Regions from separate parts of the Ovis canadensis genome. Here region 2 is linked to region 1. The links are chromatin contacts, called in public Hi-C maps. All regions are on one chromosome and are shown on one strand. Each heading gives the region's core, a stretch centred on a gene start, on an enhancer-like site or on the middle of the called end of the contact. The rest is flanking DNA. Distances are from core to core; before and after follow the strand shown.

Evidence for each region. Hi-C and Micro-C count contacts between places; a contact is called where the count stands out from the background.
Region 2: a contact with region 1 is called in a Hi-C map of fibroblasts, with 5 times the contacts expected there. The contact joins the promoter of CCDC124 here to the promoter of IFI30 in region 1. A contact is called at or near these places in 2 of 2 Hi-C or Micro-C datasets (fibroblasts and lung).

The regions. Positions count from the first base shown.
Region 1 is chr5:19,605,233-19,610,241 of ARS-UI_OviCan_v2, forward strand. IFI30 (IFI30 lysosomal thiol reductase) reads right to left here and starts at 3,076. Exons shown (of 7, transcript XM_069589066.1): 1 at 2,430-3,076; 2 at 1,250-1,432; 3 at 1,086-1,160; 4 at 739-831. The coding sequence starts at 2,792.
Region 2 is chr5:19,786,842-19,791,850 of ARS-UI_OviCan_v2, forward strand. It overlaps CCDC124 (coiled-coil domain containing 124), which reads right to left and starts at 2,663. Exons shown (of 5, transcript XM_069589077.1): 1 at 2,299-2,663.

The DNA of each region.
Region 1 (5,009 bases), core at 1,826-4,325:
AACCCCCAGTCCCCCAAGCCCAGTTTCTGCTTCCTTACTGCCAACAGGAGACAGTTAGGTTTCCAGGGATGCAGCAAGGTTCCTAAACAGCAAGTGCTTAACACATGCCTGAGTGGAGGCCCCCAGGGCAGGGGCTCAGGCTGCCTCCCAGAAGACCAGACCTGCAGCCCCACCCCTGCAGTGTTTTATTTTCCCCAGAGCATCCGTACTTGCTGTTCCCTCTGCTGGGAACACTCTTCCTCCTCCTTCCTCTGAGTCTCCTGAGTGTTCCCTCCTCCTTGGCACACCCCCAGCCACACTATGACTCTGCAGGGCTTGGAGGTGTCTCAGGGCTTCAGGTCTCTTGGGTGGCCCAGATGCTTGATGAATAAATAAACAATCAGGGCAGATGAGTCACCCTTTTGGGAGTTCTTTTTCATAATCCTCCAGGGAGGGAGGTGGGCCAGGTGTGTCATCTCCATACCCCAGAGAAGGATCACTGTCTGTGTCCTTGTATATTCCTGTTCAACGAAGCCCAGCTCAGAGGCACCTTGTCCAGGAAGCCCTCCCTGATCTATCAGGCAGCCCCGCAGAAGATCTTGGTTCCTTCCATTCAGAGACTGAATCTTTGAGAAAGGAGGCTGTATTCCTGGGACTGCACAGAGAGTGGCAGTCGGGGCCAGGACTTGAGCCTGGGTCTGTCTGGATGCAGGGAGGCCAGGGCCCCCCAACCCAGGCTGAATGAGGGGTGTTACTCACCGGCTTCAGATTTTGCTCCATGTCATTCATTTCCTCTAGGCAGACAATGGTCAGGAAGGCCATTTTCTGCTCCAGCTGGTCCAGCAGGCAGGCCTGGGGGTGGGAGCAGACAGGCAAGGATGTGAGTGGCTCAGAGCACCCTCCACCCCAAGGACCACCCCAGGAATAATCACGAGGTGTCCACCAATCAAGCAGAGAACAAAGACACGATTAAATGGAGGCTCACAGGCAAGGGACAGAGCTGTCTGCAATCCCTTCTGAGTCATGATTTCACCTTCCTTAGCAGGGCAGTCGCCACAGCCTCCGTGCCCCTCCCTTGGGAACTGAGGGAGAGGAGAGCTGCTCACCTCCACTTTGTTAAGCATGCACTCCCGCTCACCATGCTGGCACGTGAACTCCCACTTGCCGCTGACGTTTCTTTCCTGAAAAGCAACGAGGTGAGTGCTGGCTGCCCCCTTCCCCAGGCCTCCTTCCTGTGGCCACGTGCCTCCATTTCCAGGTCCCCAGGCACCTGAGCGTTCCCATAGGGCACCAAGGTGACGTTGAGGATTTCCCACACCATCAGCCACGTTGGGAAGAGCTCTCGGATCAGGAATTCCCGGCAGCCGGGGCACAGAGCCTCATAGTAGAGGCTCACGTTGACCAGGGGAACATCAGGCTTCTGGGGCGATGCCTGCAGGCACAGCTCACCGACCTGCCCGGGAGGAAGGGGTGTGAGTCAAGTTAAACTCTCTGGCAGGACGGAAGCTGCAGACCGTAGGTGTTCTATCTCACACTCCTTCCCCACCTTGCCAGGTGGGAGTCTGATGCTGAGGCTTCACCGAAAGCCTAAATCTTCCTAAATATCAGCCAGATTGCAAGATGGATGTGACACAGATTGGCAAACAGTAGGCAGTTAATGGAGGCACAAGGCTTGCTTTCCTCCAGGAGATGAAACTTCTTACCCAGGGGGAGACAGGGTGGAAGAATTCATGGTCTTCACCCGCCTCGGTAGACTTCCGGGGGTGTGTATCACCACCGCCCGCTCCTTTGTGGCCACTTCATCCCCTCGAGCCGTGGCCCTGGGCTGAGCAAGGACCTACACCTCTCGGACTCCTTATTTACTCTTCCTCTCCACCAGCCCGCTGAACTCCTCCCAAGGCTACTGCAGAGGCGGCGCCTAATAGGTGCTGACTTCCGGCTCCAGCTGAGGGGTGGCCGGCGGCCTTGTCTGTGAGCAAGTGGTTTAGCCTCCCGGGCATCTGTTTACTCCGGACCACAAAAACGCGTGCTCTCCCCGGAACGAAACGCACCCTCGATGAATGCCCGTGGCCAGGGGCCGGCAGCTCAGCTAGTCTGGGATTCCTTCCCCTGGCCTAAAAGAGGGGACTCTGATTCTCGCTCCAGATGTACACAGCTGGTGCTCGGTGCACCTTGGGGGGAGGAGGGAGTTGCGGGAGGATGGGGTGGGGGGCAGCGGAGGGACTCGGACTCCAGATGGGAAAGCGAAAGGGAAAAGAAAGTATGGCCAAAGTGCCGGACTGAAGGGTGGGGTTGGGGAGGGGGTCGCCACCCCCCTCCCCCCAGGTAGCATCCTCTCCGGCCCCCGGTGGTCCCCGTCGAAGTCGGGGGGTGGTGGGAGGAGAGGAGCGACCGGCCCCTGACCTGGGCGCGGGCCCCGGCTGGCCCGCCCGCCGCGTCGCCGACGCTACCTGGCAGGGGGCCGCCCCCTCGGGGAGCGCTTCCAGCGAGGGCCACCGCGCTGCGGCGGGGACCTCCGGCGGCAGCAGCAGCAGCAGCAGCAGCAGGAGAGGCGACGAGGCCATCACAGCGGCGGCGAACGCGCGGCGGCGGGGAGCCGTGGCCCCGGGAAGAAGCGCCTTTAACTCGGCGGTGGCCCGGCCCCCAGGCGGAACCCGCCTCCCGGTGCCCACGCCCCTCGGGGGCCCGGGCGGGTGCCTCTGGGTGTCTCTACTTTTCTCTCTGGGTCTTTCTTCCCATCCCAGCCCCATCCTTCCCCAACCCCCGCCAGGTGCTGGGACCCCAGTCACCTGAACAACGCGCTGCCCTTCCATCTCCCCCAACCCTTCCCCGCAATCAGCCCGGCCCAGCCCTGTGAAGCTGAGGCTGAGCACCTTGAGCAGAGGTGAGGTGGGGGCTTAGAGACTGAGAAACAGAGAAGTGGAGAGGAAGGAGGTCTTTATGGGGCCCGCCGCAGCCCCCCACCCCCACCCCAGTCCTAGCCCATGGACCCGACTCTCCGACCTCCCTACCCTGTGTTCCCATGGGAGGTGATCCCTTGTGCTGGCGTGGGCAGCCAGGCCCCCTCTCCTAGCTTGGCCCATACCCCTCCTCATTCCCAAGCTTCACCCCTCCCCCTCTCAGGCTCCCCGACTCAAGACAGTGTGGTCCCGTGGGGCTGACTCAGGCTTGACCACAGCCAGGGCCAGAAAGCAGAAGCCAGTGCTGGGAGTGGCACCTCAGTTCTCTTGGCACCCCCATCCCTGGCTGGGGCGTGGGAAGAGAAAGCTGGTCTTCCTTCTTGCTACTCTCCTGGGCTTGAGGAGGGGTGCACCCCTGCCCTCTGCCAGCTCCTTTGGTAGAAGCCTGGGTTGGAGCAGTCACTACCTGAAGCCTGTATGCTGTATTAATACATGGGATGCGGGACTGGCCCCGTAGGACCCAAATCCGGGGAATCAGGCAGACTCAGGTTTTCTCCAGGACTGTGCTGGACACCTCAGGTGATGAAGCCCCGACTTCTCCTTTTATTAAGCAGGAGAAGTGAGGTTTAGGGACTAAAGCTATCATGAAGGGCTCAGAACAGAGGGAGCATTGCCCCAGGCTGGGGGTAGGGTGGAAGGTGTTCGCAGGACGGCAGACTGGGCAGAGAGAATAACCCAGATAAAGGCTTGGAGGCTGGGAGTGTTGGGGATGGAACCAACACACTCAGACTTTGCAAGGCAAAGATTTGGGCCCCACCGGAGGAAACGCTCCCCACCCTTGCCTGGAAATCAGTCCAGCCCCCGGCTCCACAGCCCATGTCCCCCGCCAGTTCTGGGGAAACCCCAGCCCACATGACCACTCATAGCAGCAGGTTCGGGAGCTGGGGTTCCCCTGAAGTCCCCACAGCTGGACTATCCCACCTCATTCTTTTGAACCCTTCGCAGAACCCCTTTCCTTTGTGAAGCTTCTCCAAGGCTAAGTGACACGGCTTTGGGGAACTTGGTCTGTATTCTGTCCTGTACTGGGCTGAAGAAATAGCAATAAATATAATTGCTACAATTTTTCCAGTGGGTATTAAGCACCAGCTGTATTTGGAGGAATTCCTAAAGGTAACCTCACCCATTTGAGCATGAAATCCTCAGAGATGCCCAGTAGAGACTGTTGGCCCTACTTGGTAAGAGGAAATGGGACTGGAGATGGGAGGTGACGCTCCCAAGGAGATACAGTTGGTTGAGTGTGAGACCAGCTAGAGGTTATGTGGGACGTTCTCTTCTGTGCTCAGGCTCCACCCGGCTGGGCTCATAGGACTGAGGTGAGCTTTACCCTGTTTCCACTCACGCTGTGGGTGAAGCCCTCAGCGGGGGCAGAGTCAGCTGGAGTTATTTAGAGGGGGCCTCCTGACTGGTCAGTCACTCAAGTGGGGACAGTGCTTGGGGAGTACCGGAGCCTTGAGGCCCTGGAAGGTAACTCCTGTCCCTCTGAGAGCCCAGGGGAGAGATGGATCAGACAGCGACTCCATCCCTGGGGGCTGTCTCAGCCACATTGGGTCCGGACAGGTGCGGTGGGCTGGGGAGGAGAAGAGGTTTGCAGCCTTGGGCGTGAGTGAGGGGAGGGTTGAGACAGGGACCCTGGGGAGGGTAGGGAATGGTGACTGAGTCTGGGTCAGTGCCACCATGAGGACCCAGCTCAGTGTCTCTAGAGCCACAGCAGGCCGCACCGGACAGGTGTGGAGAGAGGGGCTGACACTACAGGGATCCAGGACACAGGAGGCCCCTCTGGGTGGCATGGGAGGGAGTGTGACAGTCTTTTCTGCCTGGCCATGAGGAAGCTGCACATTAGAGGGGTGGCGGTTTTCTGGAGGTAGGGATGGTGGCTGAGTGTCGGAACCCAAACTCAAACCTGGGAGCTATGGTCTGGGGTCCCTGCAGCAGAGGTTGGGGTCTGAGCCTCTCTGCCGTGTGACCTCAGGCAGGTCTCAATTTCTCTGCACGTGAGCAATCTAAACTGCAATGGGGAGGGAGGTCGGGGAGGAGGCAGGGGTTGGCAGCCTTCATTTGGCAGCCCAGAGC
Region 2 (5,009 bases), core at 1,413-3,912, 180 kb after region 1:
AGAAAAGGTATGAGAAACCTAGATAGTGTATTAAAAATCAGAGACATCACTTTGCCGACAAAGGTCCATACAGTCAAAGCTAAGGTTTTTCCAGCAGTCATGTATGGATGTGAGAGTTGGACTGTAAAGAAGGCTGAGCACCAAAGAATCGATGCTTTCGAACTGTGGTGTTGGAGAAGACTCTTGAGAGTCCCTTGGACAGGAAGAAAATCAAACCAGTCAATCCGAAAGGAAATCAACCCTGAATATTCGTTGGAAGGACTGATGCTGAAGCTCCAATACTGTGGCCTCCTGATGCGAAGAACTGACTCACTGGAAAACACCCTGATGCTGGGAGACACTGAAGGCAAGGGGAAAAGAGGGTGGCAGAGGATGAGACGGTTAGATATCATCACTGACTCAATGGCCATGAATTTGAGCAAACTCCAGGGGATAGTGAAGAACAGAGGAGCCTAGCCTGTTCCAGTCCATGGGGACTCAAAAATAGTCAGGCAAGACTGAACGACTGAACAACCATCTTCCCCACCAGGCTGAGAGCTCTGCAAGGGCAGGGCTGGGACTGCCTTGATCAGTGTCCTGTATAATGGGAGCTCAAAAAATGTTTTGAGCAAATGAATAAACAAGCATTTATTTCCAGGGTGCCCTCAGTATTTACTTCACACCCTGTGCTGTGTCCAAGCTCAGCTTCTCATTTCTCTTCCCACTCACTTTCCTCCCAGCCTCTGAGCCTCTTCTCTAGCTGTGCCTTCACCTGATATGCCCATCCCCCTCCTCCTGTGAAAACCCTGTCCACTCACAGCAACTCAGATGGGGCATCCCCTCCCCTCCCCGTGTTGCTTAAGACTCTGATTCCATCCCCAAACCTGAAAAGGGCTTTTTTGACCCCCTCCTTCAGGCCAAGACTGAAGTAGTTATGTCCCTCCAAAATTTACACGTTGATTTTGTGACTAACACTTACTGTAACTGTATTCAGAGACAGGACATCTGAGGAGGTGATAACGGGTAAATGAGGTCATAAGAGTGGAGTCCTAATCTAACAGAGATGGTGTCCCTTCAAGAAGAAAAAGACACCAGAATTTGCTCTCTTCACCCTGTGAGAACACAGTAAGGTGGCCATCTGCAATTCGGGAAGAAGCCCACACTAGGAACCAGACTGGTTGACAACTTGATCTTAGACTTCCTAGCCTCCACAACTGTGAGCAAATACATTTCTGCTGTTTAAGCCACCCAGTCAGTGGTATTTTGTTATAGTAGCCAGAGCTGATGAAAACAGACAGCTTTTCCTCTGTTTAATAAACACACACACACTTTGTCATTCAGTAAACATGCACTGCTGGATGGACAGGGAGGCGTGACCTGCTGTGGTTCACGGGCTGCAAAGAGTCAGACATGACTGAGCAACTGAACCTAACGTGCACTGCAGTACCTACTATGAGTGGGATGCTGCGGAAAGAGGCAGTGCTGATGGGCTTCCAGACTAAATGGCATTCCCAGGCTGGGTGGCATACAGACAACAGGAGTGTTAATTCCAGATGAGAGCTGTGATGGGGCAGGCAGGTGGCAGGGGAAGTCGGGAGGGAGCTTCTGACCCAGGGGGTGTCAAAGTGCTTCCTGAAGGAGACATCAAAGGAAAAACCTAAGGGTGTGGGGAGACCCAAGCCCCCAGTGGTCGGGGGGAGGCAGGCTGGGTAGAGCGGACTTCTATTCCAGGGTAATGGGAAGGTGCCAAGGACCTCAGAGCCCTCTGGGGCTGCTGAGGTGGTGAACGGACGACTGAGAAGCACGAAGCTCAAGCAGGAGGGTAAAGTAGGAAGCTCAAGTAGTTTTGGCTAAAGCAGGGAGTACACTTAGGAGGGAATCAAGACCCACGTGGTTGATTAGATGCGAAAGTAAGATAGAATAAAACATGAAACTCAACACCGCCTCCTCCAAGAAATCCTCCAGCTACCCCTTCTAGGCTCCTCCAGCCCGTCGTCCCTCTCTCCAGCTCCGATCCTACTGCATGAGGCCAGGGACGTCCGTACCCAGCTCTGTCACCCCCAAGCCTGTAAGCTGCTCAGGAGCACGACCAGAACTAAGTAGCTTCGAACACGACGCTGTCCCGCTGGATCTCAGTCGTCCGCTCCGGGAAATGGGGATAGCCCCCGCGGGAACCCGGGAGACTGGGAGTCGGAAGTGCGTTCGTCTCTGAGAACCCCACCTCCAGCCCTCCCGGGGAGGTGGTCTCAGGTCCTGCTACCCCGCGGGGCTCACCCGCACCCCGCCCCCCGGCTCCGCCCGCGCCGCCGCCGCTCCTACCTCCTTCCCCGGCGCCGGCCCGGTCGCACCTCCGTGACGTCACCGCGGGGCTTGCGCATCGACGCCCCCAGGCGGCGCGTGCTGATTACGTCTAGGCTTCGTCGCCATCTTGGTAGGGGAAATGCTGCGTTGATCTCCAATCCAAATCAAGGGCGTTAGCTCTTTGTTTTTGTCTTCAAAAAGCGACTATTTTATAAATCCTCGTCTCTTCCGCTCACTTCATATACTAACTAATCAGGAGAGGGGAGCAGAAACTACAAACTGGACCATTGTCCTTACCGAGATGGCCGTTGCCCAGAAGAAAAACGGCGTCCTCGGTTTCACACGAGGGTCTGGAGGCGTCAGTCCAGAGTTGCTTGGCCGGCAGGGCGCGCCAGAATCCGTGGTCCCCGCGTGGCCGGTATAAGCGCTTTGCTTGTGGAAGCCTCCTAGGCCCTTTGCCATCGCTTTGTGCCTGCTCCTACTCCCGTCTGCCTCCCTACTGCGAAGCTTAAGCGGTAGGGAGCAGAAGAAAGGGACAGAGAACCTAAAACGCTGCGCCGTCCAGGTCGAGGAAACAGGCTTACAGACCAGGAATGGAATTCGAGCAAAATGTAATCGAAGGACTCAACATTCCTAGTGAACCCTTCCTCTGGGATTGCTTTCCACCACCCCCGCACACACCTTACCCTTTTTATTCAGCAGTTAGGTTTGGGGCGGGGCGCAGTTTGTCGTAGGCACCTATACTTGATTTTCTGCAGTGTCCTCATCTATAAAAACGGTAGCAGTAGGGGTCTGAAAATGATTACACGGGGTCTAGCTATAGCGGGGATTTGGGGGATTTAGACAGGACGATTTAGGCAGGACCACAGAGTCCATTCTTCAAAAAGCAACACCAGTGACATTGCTGGGACCTAAGTGGGATTGTATATCTCCCTTGCTCTTCAGCCTCAGATGGTTCCCCACTGCCCTGCAGGACTCACCGCACCTTCCCATCTCATCTGCCGCCTCTTTATTCTCTCTCAGCTCCAGCCACACCAGGCTCCTTTCTCCGATTTGCCAGGCACAGTCCTGCCTCAGGGAATTCGCCAGTGCGATTCCCTCTGCCCCCAGCTGTCCCCATGGACTACTCCCTCACTTCCTTCAGGCCTTGGCTCAGATGTCCCTTTCTGAGAAAGACCTCGGACCTCTCCAAGTAGTTGGTGCCCCACTCCCAGCCCTCTTTTTATTTCCTGCATCGCATCAACTTGCTTTGTTGGTTTCTTTTCAGTCTCCCCTTTGGCTATGATGTCTGGGAAATGGAACCTGATATCACCTGATGTGATATTTGTCACCAACAAGAACTGGCTCAGCATCAACATTTATCATTGTTCAGTATTGGTTGGGATGTGGAGATGCCAAAGGCAACACCCAATTAAGCTTCTGCTGGTAAAGAGCCAGGTTTTTTTTTTTTAAATATATAATATATTTTTTAAATTTCAAAAAAAGAGCCAGACTTGTCACACCTTTCTGAGGACAAGGAGACTCTTAGATCTGTTGACATAACTGAGGGGGTGCAGGTCAAGTGAATCATTCCAGAACAAGCTAAGTCTTCTGCAAGGTGACTTCTGCCACCTCCCAGGCTAGAGGTCATGTCTCCCAAACCTAAGGGCTCTTTACTTTTATTGTTCTGACATTCTACAGCTCTTAGGTGCTCACTGCTGCTGGTGCTGCTTGCTGCTAAGTCGCTTCAGTCGTGTCCGACTCTGTGCGACCCCATACACGGCAGCCCACCAGGCTCCCCCGTCCCTGGGATTCTCCAGGCAAGAACCCTGGAGTGGGTTGCCATTTCCTTCTCCAATGCATGAAAGTGAGAAGTGAAAGTGAAGTCGTTCAGTCATATCCAACTCTTCGAGACCCCGTAGACTGCAGCCTACCAGGCTCCTCCATCCAGGCAAGAGTACGGGAGTGGGTTGCCATTGCCTTCTACCTTAGATGCTCACATTCCCGAGTAAATATTGAGGATCTACTGTGGGCTTGTGTTGGGAAGGCAGCGGTGAATGAGATAGTCACCTTCCCTAGTCTCCTGGGACTCAGAGTCAGGAAGTCATACAAAAAATGATTCTAACCTTGGCTGGAAGTTGTGCCCCTTGTTGAGTGGGTTACAGAAGTCTGCAGGTAGATTCTTTATGACACACAAGGTTTTATTTGATACAATGAAAACTTCGGTTTCACTGTTATATATTTGTATTTTCATATATCCGTAGTGCCTACTCACATACAGAGATATATTAGCAAATCCTGCACTGCAAAGTGATACGTGAATAATGTACGCAATGAGGAAAATTCGAATTTGGGTCTTGGTTTTCCTGTAGAATGACTGTTACTTGATGTGAAGATGAACAGATGGTGTCTTTGGTCCCTCAATTTTTGTTAACTCTCCTGCTTTTTGAAATGTTCCCCAATTTTTTTTTGAAAGAACCCTTTACTTTTTAAAAATTTGTTAAACAATTTTATTTTGTTAGCTGCATCAGGTCTTAGTTGGGGCAAGTGAGATCTATTTCCCTGACCGGGGATCAAACCTGGGCCCCCTGCATTCAGAGCTCAGAGTTTTGGCCAATGGACCACCAGAAAAGTCCCAGAGATCCATTACTTAAAAAAATTAAGAAATCCTTAATAGCCATTGTTTATTGCTGTGAAAATAGTTTCTTACCTATATGACTTAAATCTTTTCTCTAGCCAGTCATGGTTTT